2 separate regions of the Mus musculus genome follow, and region 2 is linked to region 1. The links are chromatin contacts, called in public HiCAR-type maps. All regions are on one chromosome and are shown on one strand. Each heading gives the region's core, a stretch centred on a gene start, on an enhancer-like site or on the middle of the called end of the contact. The rest is flanking DNA. Distances are from core to core; before and after follow the strand shown. Region 1 holds the start of Dmrta1 (doublesex and mab-3 related transcription factor like family A1). Region 2 holds the start of Elavl2 (ELAV like RNA binding protein 1).

The links. HiCAR-type assays count read pairs that join an accessible place to other places.
Region 2: a HiCAR-type map of astrocytes shows a contact between it and region 1, with 5 times the contacts expected there. The contact joins the promoter of Elavl2 here to the promoter of Dmrta1 in region 1. A contact is called at or near these places in 2 of 39 promoter capture datasets (cranial neural crest and liver), 3 of 115 datasets of contacts at active chromatin or transcription factors (astrocytes, embryonic forebrain and stem cell-derived neural progenitor cells) and 1 of 9 other capture datasets (adipose tissue).

Annotation. Positions count from the first base shown.
Region 1 is chr4:89,685,052-89,691,285 of GRCm38.p6, forward strand. Dmrta1 (doublesex and mab-3 related transcription factor like family A1) reads left to right here and starts at 3,147. Exons shown (of 2, transcript NM_175647.3): 1 at 3,147-3,888. The coding sequence starts at 3,258.
Region 2 is chr4:91,375,001-91,381,163 of GRCm38.p6, forward strand. It overlaps Elavl2 (ELAV like RNA binding protein 1), which reads right to left and starts at 1,496. Exons shown (of 8, transcript NM_001347149.2): 1 at 936-1,496.

The DNA of each region.
Region 1 (6,234 bases), core at 1,897-4,396:
TTCTGCTTCAAGTGTTCCTGTGGCTTAGGAGCAATATGATCTCTTAACAATTAAAGCCTTTAGATGTATAGTTCAAGAATGCATTTTGATAGCATGAAGATTGATCTTCATGGCTTTCTTAGTATTTCAGAAGAGAAATGTGAAGTATTTTTGAGAGAGCTTTAACATTAGTGCTCTCCATAAATAGTTCCAGAGTAGAGAGGCATACTGACCTTAGATAACAAATGTTTTAAACAGACTCCTTGTATAATCTGCATGTGCTCATGTAAGATGTGCACATGTAAGTGACTAGAAAGCACTCGAAGTACCTTGACTCTGAATTAACCTGTCTATACACACTTTGGAAGCTGTCTCTTGAGCTATTTAAAATACCTTTTGCATGAGAAGTGGCCACAGTCTTCCAAGCTGTCTTGTGTCTCTTTGTCACCCTGTCTCTTTGTCATATTGGTGTTGTGCAGACTTCATCTAGGAAAGGGAAAGGAAAGAAGTAAAAGACACAAATCTTCCAACTTAGTAGAAACAGAGAGCTTAAGAAAAAACTTCAAATCTTGCTTAAATTAGGGCAGTAAAGGGAAGGTAGTAGGATTATTATTTTTGTAATTCGTTCCTTGAGAAAATGATGAGAATAGGTCGTGAGGGTAAAAGGTTTCTGTTTATTTTTTAAATTCATTCATTCATTCATCCATTCATTCATTCATTCATTCATTCATTCATTCATTCATTCACTTTACATCCCAATAATAGCCTCCTTTCCTCCCAGCACCCCTCATGCAAGTCCTTCCCCCATTCTGGGTATGTTTTTAAAGTTCCCAAGGCCATTCAATAAGTAAGGGAAAACCCTTTGAAGACACTTTTATCAATCTGGGTACCAATCCCCCCAAACAAACAAACAAACAAACAGGCACACACACAGAGATAGATAGATAGATAGATAGATAGATAGATAGATAGATAGATAGATATCAAGTTGTTGCCGGATTAGGTGCAGCATTTCCCATTGAGGCCAGACAAGGTTGTCCATTTAAATTCACAGACAAGCAGGCCATAGGCTCCAGTTGTTTAGGACCCACATGAAGGCCAAGCTGCTCATCTGCTTCATATGTGTAGGGAGCCTAGGTCCAGCCTGTGCACTCTCTTTGGTTGGCGATTCAGTCTCTGGGAGCCCCCACAGGTCCAGGTTAGTTGATTCTGTTGGTCTTCTTGTAGACTCCCTGTCATCTTCGGGTCCCACAATCCTTCTCCCAACTATTCTGTAAGACTCTCCATGCTTCATCTAATGTTTAGCTGTGAGTCTCTGCATCTCCATCCATTGGCTGCTGGGTGGAGCCTCTCAGAGGACAGTTAATAGGTTCTTGTATGCAGGCCCAACAGAGTATTGTTAATAGTGTCAGGGATTGTTTCTTGCACATGGGATGGGTCTCAATTTGGGCTAGTCATTGGTTAGCCATTTTCTCAGTCTCTGCTCCATCTTTGTCCCTGTACATCTTGTAGGCAGGACACATTTTGGGTTGAAGGTTTTGTGGATGGGTTACTGTTCTTATGCTTCCACTCAGAGTCTGGGCTAGCTATAGGAAGAGGCTACCTCAAAATCCATATTGCCTCTGTTAGGAGGCTCATCTTGAGTTGTCCCCCATAGACCCTCTTGGATCTCCCCCTATCACAGGTTACTGGCATGTTCTAGAGTCCAGGAGATTACACACACACCCCTGCCGCTATTCATCTTCTTTCTCTATCTGTTCTCCCTACATATGATCTCCCTCCCTGCCCCCTTCCACTTCCCATCACCTCTTCCACCCAGTTCCCTCCTTCCATCAACCTCTGATATCTGTTTTGATCCTTTTCTGAGAAAGATTCATCCTCCCTTGGGACCTCCTTGTTATTTGGCTTCGTTGGGTCTGCTGATTATAGTGTGGTTATCCTGTACTTTATGGCTAATATCCACTTATAAGTGAGTACATACCACGCATGTCCTTTTGGGTGTGGGTTATCTCACTCAGGATATTTTCTAGTTCTATTCATTTCCCTGAGAAATTTATGATGTTCTTGTATTTAATGCCAGTGTGTAAATGAGCCACATTTTCTTTATCCATTCTTCCTTTGAGGGACATCTAGGTTGTTTCCAGATATTAGTAACAGAGCTGCTATGAACATAGTTGAGCAGATGTCCTTGTGGGTGGGGTGGGGTGGAACATCTTTTGGGGATATACCCAGGAGTGGTATAGTTGGGTCTTGAGGTAGAGCCATTCCCACTTTTCTGAGAAACAGCCAAATTGATTTCCTGTGTACACATTTGCACTCCCACCAGCAGTGTAGGAGTGAGTGTTCCCCTTGCTCCACAATCTTGCCAGCATGTGCTGTCCTTTGGGTTTTTGATCTTACCCAGTGTGATGAGTGCAAGGTGGAATCTCAGAGTTGTTTTGATTCGTGATCCCTGGTGATCTGCATATTTCTTTACCTGCTTCTCAACCATTCAAGTTTCCTCTGTTGAGAATTCCCTGTTTAGCTCTGTACCCCATTTTTAGATTGGGTTATTTGGATTGTTGGTGCCTACCTTCTTGAGTTCTGTATATATTTTGTATATTACCAGATACACTAAATCTAATAGAACAGAAAATGGGAATAGCCTTGAACTCGTCGGTACAGGAGACATTTTCCTGAACAAAACACCAATGACTCAGTCACTAACGTAAACAACTAATAAATGGGGCCTTATGAAAATGAAAAGCTTCTGTAAATCAAAGGACACTGTCATTAGGACAAAATGACAGCCCACAGATTGTGAAACAGCCTTCACTAACCCTGCATCTGACAGAGTGAATATCCAAAATACATAAAAGTTTCTTTTTTCTTAATGGACCTTTCAGTCTGATCTGGACACTTTCTAACCTATCCCACAGGCCACCTCCCAGAAAGTCCCACTCTCCGCCCTAGGTCCTCCCCTGGCCTCCTTCCTTGGCCAGCCTACCCAGTGGGCGGGGTGGCCCTCCAGCCTGGCCCTTCTAGGCTCAGGAGACTGGCAGAGCTCAGGACACTGCCCCAGCTGTCTAGACTCAGAGGCTCACTGGCTGGCTGCGCCGTCGGTCAGGTTCTGGAGCTCTTAGACCCGGCGGTTTCTTGCTCTGGGACAGGACAGCAAACTCTAGTTAGTGCGCGGAGCGGGACAGCGGGACCTAGGCGGGTCCTCAGCCGGTATCCCCACAGGGTAGCTCTGGACAGCGCACTTGCTGGTTTCTACTCCTCAGAGGCGCCTTCTCAGAATGGAGCGATTACCTCACGGTCGTAGAGACCGCAGCGGCGGCTGCCGACCCCATCTGGCCCCAGGGCGGGCTGCTGCGCCCGCTTCGGCCGCGCGGTCGGTGTCGTCGGGGATTCCGGTGTCCGCGACTTTCCTGCGGCCGCCTGGCCTTTTTCTGCGATCGACCGCAAGCTCCGGTCGCGCAGGATGCGCTCCGGGCCCTGGGCTGGATAGGGCGTTGGGGGCGGTAGGCTGCGGCTACCCGCGGACCCCGAAGTGCGCGCGCTGTCGCAACCATGGCGTGGTGTCAGCGCTCAAGGGCCACAAGCGCTTCTGCCGCTGGCGGGACTGCGCGTGTGCCAAGTGCACCCTGATCGCCGAGCGGCAGCGTGTCATGGCCGCGCAGGTGGCCCTGCGCAGGCAGCAGGCGCAGGAGGAGAGCGAGGCCCGCGGGCTGCACAGGCTTCTGTACCAGGGGTCGTCGGGGTCCGGGGCTCAGGCTTCCGGGGGCAGCGGCAGGACCGAGAGTCCCCAGGTCTTGAATAACCCCATGGCTGTAGCTGTTCTGGGAGCGGGTGCCTCTAGACACCCTGGGAGCCGGTCAGTCCCAACTTTCGAGGTTTTCCAGCAAGATTATGCTGACAGAAAGCAGGGTGAGTCCTCTTTGGTTTGCTTTTCATGAGAGAAAATGATTGTTCTGCAAGAATGTGTAGAAACGAGCAGCAGCTCCTTAAGAGTGGACAGAAAGAGTTGTTTGAAAGAAGTGCTGAAGTTCAGTAATGTAGATCTACCCTGTTGATGGCTGGGATGGGGATAGTTAATAGGTTTTCACTGGAAGAGCTCATCCCGCGTCTAAAGACAATGAAAACAGTGAAGTGTATGGGATCACAGCCGCCGGCTCGCACCTGGAGTGGATTTAGGCGCAGTCGGCTTTGTCTTTGTGTGGCCGGAACTTAAGCAGGCTGTAAGAGAAAACTTTAGCGGGTGTGCTGACACTCTTTCCAGTTGCAAAGCCACAGTGTTCTTGCACAGGAAACCGGCTGACTATGGTTATTGTGACGATCTTTGATTTGGGGACAGTGTTTTGTCATCAGTTAGCACTTAAGAAACTGAAATTTCTCACCTTTTTCTTTCCTGCTCCATTTTAATTCTTTAAGCACCATTCCCAAAGGAGAGGAAAACTTTAGGGACTTATATTTAGTTCTCATTGGAAATAAGTTTGGGCCTTCCCTGTCGATAATGAAACCATTGACAAGAGTGTCACTTTGTAGCTGGAGAGATCTCAGCAGAGTATTCGTCTATCCTTGCAGTTTCCGGCCACAAAGTCATGGCCAGTATCTCTTGTTTAGATTTACAACTAATATGACCTCCAAATTAACTTTTCCTGTAATATCAATATCACTATGTTGTCATGAAATTTTCATCCCTGCATAGGGCCGCTGTTAAATGGGAATTTCCTTTAAATCATTTAGTTAAAATCCTAAACAGGTTGTATCACATGAAGTTATGCGATAACCGGTGGTAAGCTATTAATTAGAAACTTTGCTTGGTTGTCAAAACTGCAGATCTTAGCAAAAGAGGGTGTAGTTTCAAAAGAAGCCCATCTCTGCATTGAAAATTTACATTCACTTACGTCAAGTTTGGACACATGCTCTAGTTTATTTCACTAGACCAATGAACTTTAAGTGTTTCTCATGGAAGATAGAGACTGTTGAGAGATGGTAACATTCCTTCAGCTACACTGCTAATGAGATTTGGCTGATGGTATGGATTTATGTAAACGTTTTGTACTAAAGTGTACATTTTGCAGGCCTAATGATTGTATTAGATTATTGTGTCACAATGACTGGCCTATAAAAAAAGAAGTTCATATTTTAAAGACTTCTTCAATGGCTTTCTAAATTGACCACCCCCCTCTTACACAATATGAATAAACTATAGTAAGATATTGTACTGAACTTATTCATTTACAAGACAAAGACCTACAGTGATTCAGAGGCAAATTACATTTGCCTATATAAAAGAAGCTTATGTTCAAAAAAAGGAAGGCTATCAGTACACTACAATAGTGAATAAAACAGTCCCTAGAACTAGAGAGGACAGAGATGAAGGGAATTATAACAAATATTTGCCACAGCTTCCTGAACACTGGAGTCACAGTCAGAAGCCCCAAGCACAGCTTGCAACCAGTATTTCTTTAGAGATATTTGTCCTGGGAGTCCAACCTACAAGTAATACATTGTTCTTTAGACAAAATAACAGAGATTTAATTTTGATATTTCCTATGTTTCAGGAGCAATACTCAGTGAATTGCTGTAGAAGCAAGTGGAACAAAAGAGGAATGGAAATTGGTTTCCAAGTGGCAAATATTGTTTGACAAGTTTTATTATTACTTGATGTTGAAAACACCAACGTACAATCTTACAATTGTCACAAATTTTCTTTTTTATCAAATATTTGACTTAGCAACAGAGTCTTGTCCCTTCTAGTGTTAAATTTGATGTGATTTACATTTTAAATAAACTATAAACTTTTATGGAGCAGGTTTAGGATTGTTTCTTAAAGAGACAGGGAAACATCAAAGAATACTGGAGATAACCATTTAAATTAGGTAGAATATTCACTACTTGTTTTACTTACTTCTTGTCATATAGGATCTCTGTGGGGGAGGGGAGGGAGGGGGAAGAACATCACTTAGATCAAAGCAAAATTTGGACATTTGGGAAAAAAAAACTCTAATTCCAAGATGATGTCACATTGACACTTTGGGTAACAACAAACTCTCCTCTTTTGATCCTTAATTTCTAAGAGATTTATTGAATAATCTTATATCCTGAAATGCACGAGAAACAGCACCCTCCTCTGTTCCCATACATGCTAGCTCTGCATGATCTTTAAAATGTGACTCCCATGAAGATGATTTTAGGTGAATCAAAATTGCTAATTACACTATATAGAGTGCATCTCTCTCTCTCTCTCTCTCTCTCTCTCTCTCTCTC
Region 2 (6,163 bases), core at 246-2,745, 1.7 Mb after region 1:
AGCTCCCTGGGTAGCTGCGATGCCTCGCGGCTGCCAGTGAGTCTCCCTTTCCCGGAAGGCGGGCTCCGCTGCGTAGGACCAAGGACAGGGCTTGGAATCCACTGCCCAGCGCCCAGCACCGCGAGGCTCCCAAGCAGCTGCCACTTCACACTCACGGCTCCAAGGATCTTATTTACGCTTTTCTGAACAAAGGGAATCTCATATCCGGTATAGGCTCAAAGATTCGGCCCCAAATTGGCAGTCTTCTTTAAAATCTGAATTACAATCATTGGAATCCGTGAATCAGAGTCCTCAATTCTGGCAATGATGAGTTTTGACAGCTTCTAACCTTACCCCAGCCCCAGCCCAGCCCCAGCCCTTAGGCTGTATGTACTTTTTCCAGGCAACTACAACTCGCTGCCTGGTGCAGCATCTAAATTCCATCTGGCAATCCCATCTCCCCGGCACACGCTATCTAGTTAATGCAATTAAGCTGAGGATTTTCCCCACTGGTCTAATCTGCAAGTAAGTCCAGGGCTTCTGATTTCCCCAGTCCTCCGATTCCTTTGCGAAAGTAGAGGCATGCATTCCCCTCCAACATTCAAGTTATCCCTCTCTTCCCACGAAATGAACTTCCAACCTCAACCCCGAAGCTCACTGAACATGTAGCCTCCCATTGTAGCCTGCTGGATCTTGACCACATTTACCACTTAAGTTTCTATCAAGTGACATTTTCGAATATTCAGTACGTTAAGCATGCGTCCACTGTCTTCTAGTCTGGCTCTCAAGAATAAAAAAAATAAAAATAAAAATAAAAAAAAGCAAAGCAGTCGCTTTGAAATGAGGCAAACATGTGCAATTAACTTCACATTCTGTATTCCGCTCACTTACAGGTTTTCTGGGTTTGCCAGCGCATCGCTGCAACTAATGATTAAAGAAACCAAACCGAAACTTACCTTTCTCCCTTAAGGTTTTTGTGTATGTGTATTTTTAAAGTAACGGTGCACTTCTCCCAATAAGGATGAGCAAGAAGCTGCTGGATAGTTCTCTTAAGACAGCACGAAACCTAAACTGTGCTCGGCTTAAAAGAAGCAAATAAAAAGAAATGCTTTCGACCCCAAAGTCCAATGCTAAAAGAAATGATGAAAAAAAATATGAAAGGGGAGGGGAAACTTAAAAAAGAGAGTTTAAAAAGACGGAGAGACTACTCCTATTGCCGTTCAACTAAACAAAAAGGTGCAAGAAAAACAAACCAAGGAACAAAGAAAAGAGACGAAAGAACGTTTTTTCAAAAAGACGATGTCTTTCTCCGTGTTGCTTTTTAGTAGGTCGCTACAGGAGTAAGCTGCTGCATCTCTAAGTGAGAACAGAAATAAGGGGGGAGGACGTCTTAAAAGGGAGGTGGACTGGACCACAGATTTATAGCACCGTATCACCAACCCCTTCTCTGCCTCCGCACTGCCGTGTGTGCAGCTGCTCTGCCAGAGTCCTATCCCGGGCAGCACGCGCGGAAGTATACGCCGAGTTGCGCCACAACGCAACATGCTCATCGCCCCAGGTTTCTGATTGGGCGAGACGCTTCTATTGAGGCCGCCCAGGCGAAGCTCTGCTAGGTGATTGGCTAGGGACTTATGTCACTCTTGAGAGCTCAATGGAGTCCCGTTTCAAGGTAAGTTGTGCCGGGAGGTACACACTTAACACTGGCGGCGAAGGGAAATGCAAGAAGCAAAAAGAGATGGGAGAGAGAGAGAGAGAGCAACGTGGGAGGGAACTGTACTATGAGAGTTTGCGATATTGCACCATCTATTTTCCTCTTAAGTCTTTCTGCTTCCAAAAGATTCGTTTTATTTGCCCTCACGGCTGCATCTTTGGCATGTTTCTTTGTAATAGTAAACTGTCCGGTATGTATGAGTCATCGAGAGCGCCTCTCTTTGATTTGAGAGGGATTTGAACGTACACCCATTACTTGTCCGCATGCCTTTTTTGGTTTGTGTTCCAGTAATCTTTACATCTGTATTAGATATTGGGTAACTGTGTGTATGTTTCTCTATTTTAATATGTCCACCTCTTTCTCTCTCTTTCTCTCTCTCTCTCTCTCTCTCTCTCTCTCTCTCTCCTTTTAGAATAAGAATGAAATAGAAATGGTTTCAACTGAATCTGTACAGTTTGAACTAGCTTTCAATGTATGTCAGGGTTAAAAGGGGGTAGCAAAAACATCGTACTTAACAAAAACAAAAAAACAGGTAATGAATTGAAATAAGGTCCTTCAGTTGGAGGTAAAAAGAGCAGCTACATATAAAATTAAAACAAGCCACTCCTTTGCATTTGCTGGCAATACAGATCTTGAACCTCACAAGGATTGCTGACAGTAAAGATAGTTCAGCCTTTACCAGGTTCTTTTGAGAATTCAAAAGTTTGATCAGTAGACCAAGTGCTGTCTATGTCTTTGCTTTATAGATGAAGATTTCTTTATTCCAACCTCATGTTTGAGTAATATTCAAGAGGCTGAAGTGCAGGTTTATTCATACTTATTTCTTCCGTTAAGTGAAAGTGAGATTACTAAATTTACCTAGATGTATTTACAATGAGAAACAATATCCACCTAACTTAGTTCATTCCCAAGGAATTTTTCAGTTTTGACAGATAGCCTCAACTTCCTAAACAGTACATATATTTCTTACATAATCTCTCTTCTCTCAAAAATTATTTTACTACTATGTTTATTTGCTACTAGTCACTGTCCTTGATAATGTAAGAGAGCAAAGGCAACGGTAGAAATTAAACATTGCAGGAAGATGGAATGTCAGAGGGAAAGAGAAAGATGGTCTGAGAGCAAGTGACTTAGAAGTGGAAAGGAAATTGGTGTTCCTTGAGCGCGTCCTTGAGTTTGATAAATGATTAATGTAAAGAACTGGGGACCTGTTTATCCCCCGTTTAACCTGTGTAACAGTATCTAAGTTATATTATTTTGCATAACAACAACTAGGGTAGGAAAAGTGGGCCTGAATCTATGTGTATAATTACCATTTAGAATTATCATTTTGGAGCTCCCACCTCCTACTTTTTATATAACAATAGCTCCTTGGGGCTTAATTTCAACTTAAAACTATTAACTAGTCTCCAGTGAAACTACAGACAAATTAAGGGAAAAAACAGCAGCTTGAAGAAAAGAAGCCAGGAGACCAAAATATAAGAAAGCCTGCATCCCTGTTTACAATAGAAATATGAATAACAGCAGACTGGGTTTCTTGTCAAATACCTTCAATTCCTCTCACCTACCACCTCTGCATGGAAAAAAATGACAAAACTACACTACTGTTTGATTTATTCATTTATGCATGAGATGAACCATATTTTCTCCTTGTGATCATGTTCACACCCTGATATTGCATTAGTTCCATACATTCATAAAATAGTAGCAGTTTGAAGGGGATTCTTACATTGGTAAAGGCACAAGTACCTTTTTATGGGTGGAAACTAATAAAGACATTACATGGAAAGTAATAAAGCTGTTCATTCGAATGCAAAAATTCCTTAATTCTGTACATTCGGTATAGATGCTTTGTCTCAGTTTGGCAGAAGAGGAAATATTTTCAAAACATTGCTATATTCAACATGTTGTCTTTTCTTTGTAGATAGCACAGATTACCTGGGAAGCTGAAAATATCTTTAAATGGTGGCTTACTCCTTAAATAATACAGATGTTAACTTTTAAAAACCTTTAAATAGATAAGCAACATTTGCTTTTCTGACTTTTAAAAATAAAATGGCAAGTGATATATGGATGCAGATCTCACTGTGAATTTCATACGCCAAACTCGAAACATTAAGGTGCACTGTGCTTCTAGCGATTAATGAAGGCTATGTGCAAACATCCCACCTAAATTAAGCACAAATTTTAATCAACACCTCTTGATTCATAGTTAAGAAAAAGAATTATCCTCAGCACCTAAACTTGCATTAGATAAACAGTCTTTTCATGATCATTCAAATTCTGATTAAGTCATGTTAGGTCTGACATTCTCTTGAAACCTCAGCAGTATTTTGACTTGAGACAGAAAGGGGCGAGAGTTTGGGGAGCTCCCAAAAGCATGGAGAAAAGTTGAGTGTTGATAAAATTGCAAAGTAGTGCTTTTCAAAGCTGAGATTTAAAGACTTCAATTGGCTATATTACTGAAGTTTACTCATAAAAGAACATGTCCCTCCCAGGAATACTTAAAGGCATTGTGGACAGTGTTGTTAAGATAAATAACTCCCTTATACAAGCCCTTCTACAGGAGGAGAAGGGGTGACTTGACCATAATTAAAGTCTCTGCAAACTACTCATAACTTTTTTTTAAAAATAGTGAATAAGGTAGCTCAGATATGTGTGAATTACTATTTAAATTGGCTTGGAAATTTTAAATAGTGTTCCTTTTAAGGGAATTGAAATGCTATTTTTCTGATTGTTTAGCTTTGGGGAGATTTTGTGTTCATCATATTGGAAATATACGATTTAAATCCTGCATACGAGGTGTTGATATTATATAACCTGCCCACTACCTTCTTTACTTTCCCTTCTGAAAGGAGTATATAAGCTTTCTTTTTACAGCTTGAAAAACAGAAAAAGTTATGGATATATTGGACACTTCTGAGAGTTTAGGTCCTGAGAGCACACAGAAGAATGAGTCAGGAATTAGTTGAGTCAGAAATTAGTACCATGGACAGAGACCAGCCTAGCGGACAGAGTAAAGTTTGCAGAGCAAGATTGGCGACGTATTTTCTGTTCCTCCCGTTGAGACTCGGTTTCAAGCTCGTTGGTGAAAGCTTTTACACCACGGATTTGAGGCAGACTCTGTCCTCCATCGAAACAGGTTTGTTTGGAATTAAGCTTCCTTTTGTTATAGCCCGGCCATTGTGACAAGCCCCAGAGTTTGAGCCTGGATGTGTGTCCTCTTCCTCTACTCCACTCCCTTCCCCCACTGCCTGGAGGAGCAACCCTTTCATCAAGGTGTTCTTGCAAAATAAATGCAAATCCCAGTAATCTTGGAAAAGTCTGGCAAGCCTACCTCAGAGTTTTTCATCTTGAAATTTTCCAGTGGGAATAGAAGCAAGAACTCATCCTTGACTACCTTAGTTCTTTTCTGGGATGTTTTCTCTCCCTGGCAATGTCTTTCGCCCTTGAGTACTACCCCAAGACTGTGTTGCAAAGGACCCTTTATATTGCAAACGCTGGAGCAGGAACAGTGTTTAGTGAAGCAGAAAGCAAGACCACAGCCTTTTCTCAACTTAAAATTCATCTACAAAGGGAAAGGCTGCAAAATACAATATACTCAAGGGGAACTCCTCGGGTTTCTGATTTACCTGAAGAGATATGTGAATTGTGAATTATTTCATATTTTTTCCAGTAAATCTTGGGAGATGACTCTACATTGTGACACCCCCCCCCCAACTTGTCTCCCTCTGCCAGGAAAAATTCTTGTATGAGTCACATTCTCCTTTAAGCCCCTTGCTGCGGGTTTCAGACCAAGATCTGTCGCACGTGCCCCTCTGTGTTTCAGCCTGCGATCAAAGATCATTTACGGAAACGCTCCCACGAAAATCCTCAGATTTTCTTCCGTCGTTCACTCTGTTGGAACTTTTAGGAAGATAAACTCGCGTCTCTGGTAGCGGGAAGGGGAACATCCACGTAAACAGGCGAGGGTAAAAGAGAGAGAGAGAGAGAGAGAGAGAGAGAGAGAGAGAGAGAGAGAGAGAGAGAGAGAGAGAGAGAGAAACTAGAGGTGATACAGGGCAAATCAGAGCCTGGTGTCCGTTTCTTTCAGTGATGCTAACAGCCTTCCCTAAGCTTCCTCCTGCAGCCGATACAGCTCATGCAAAATTAATACAAGTAATTAAAAATAGCAGTTTCCAAAGTTAAAGGAAACCATCTGTCTCAGATGGTAGCAATCAGTCTTTTCACCCGCCCCTTTACCCGGACCTGGGAAGAAACGGTTGCTCTGCCTCCGATGCTCAGAGGCTCTTTCTTATATTGAAGATTTATGTTTCCACTTGTGTGCGATCCACATCTAATTTGAAATAATAAAGCCGGGCTGACCAACCAGTCAATCACAGCCATCAACTGTGCCCGGCGAGGGCCCTGCCCCCCAGCTCCCTCAGGTCTCCAACCCCCACCCTCTTCCCACTCCCTCCTTTTTTTCTTTCC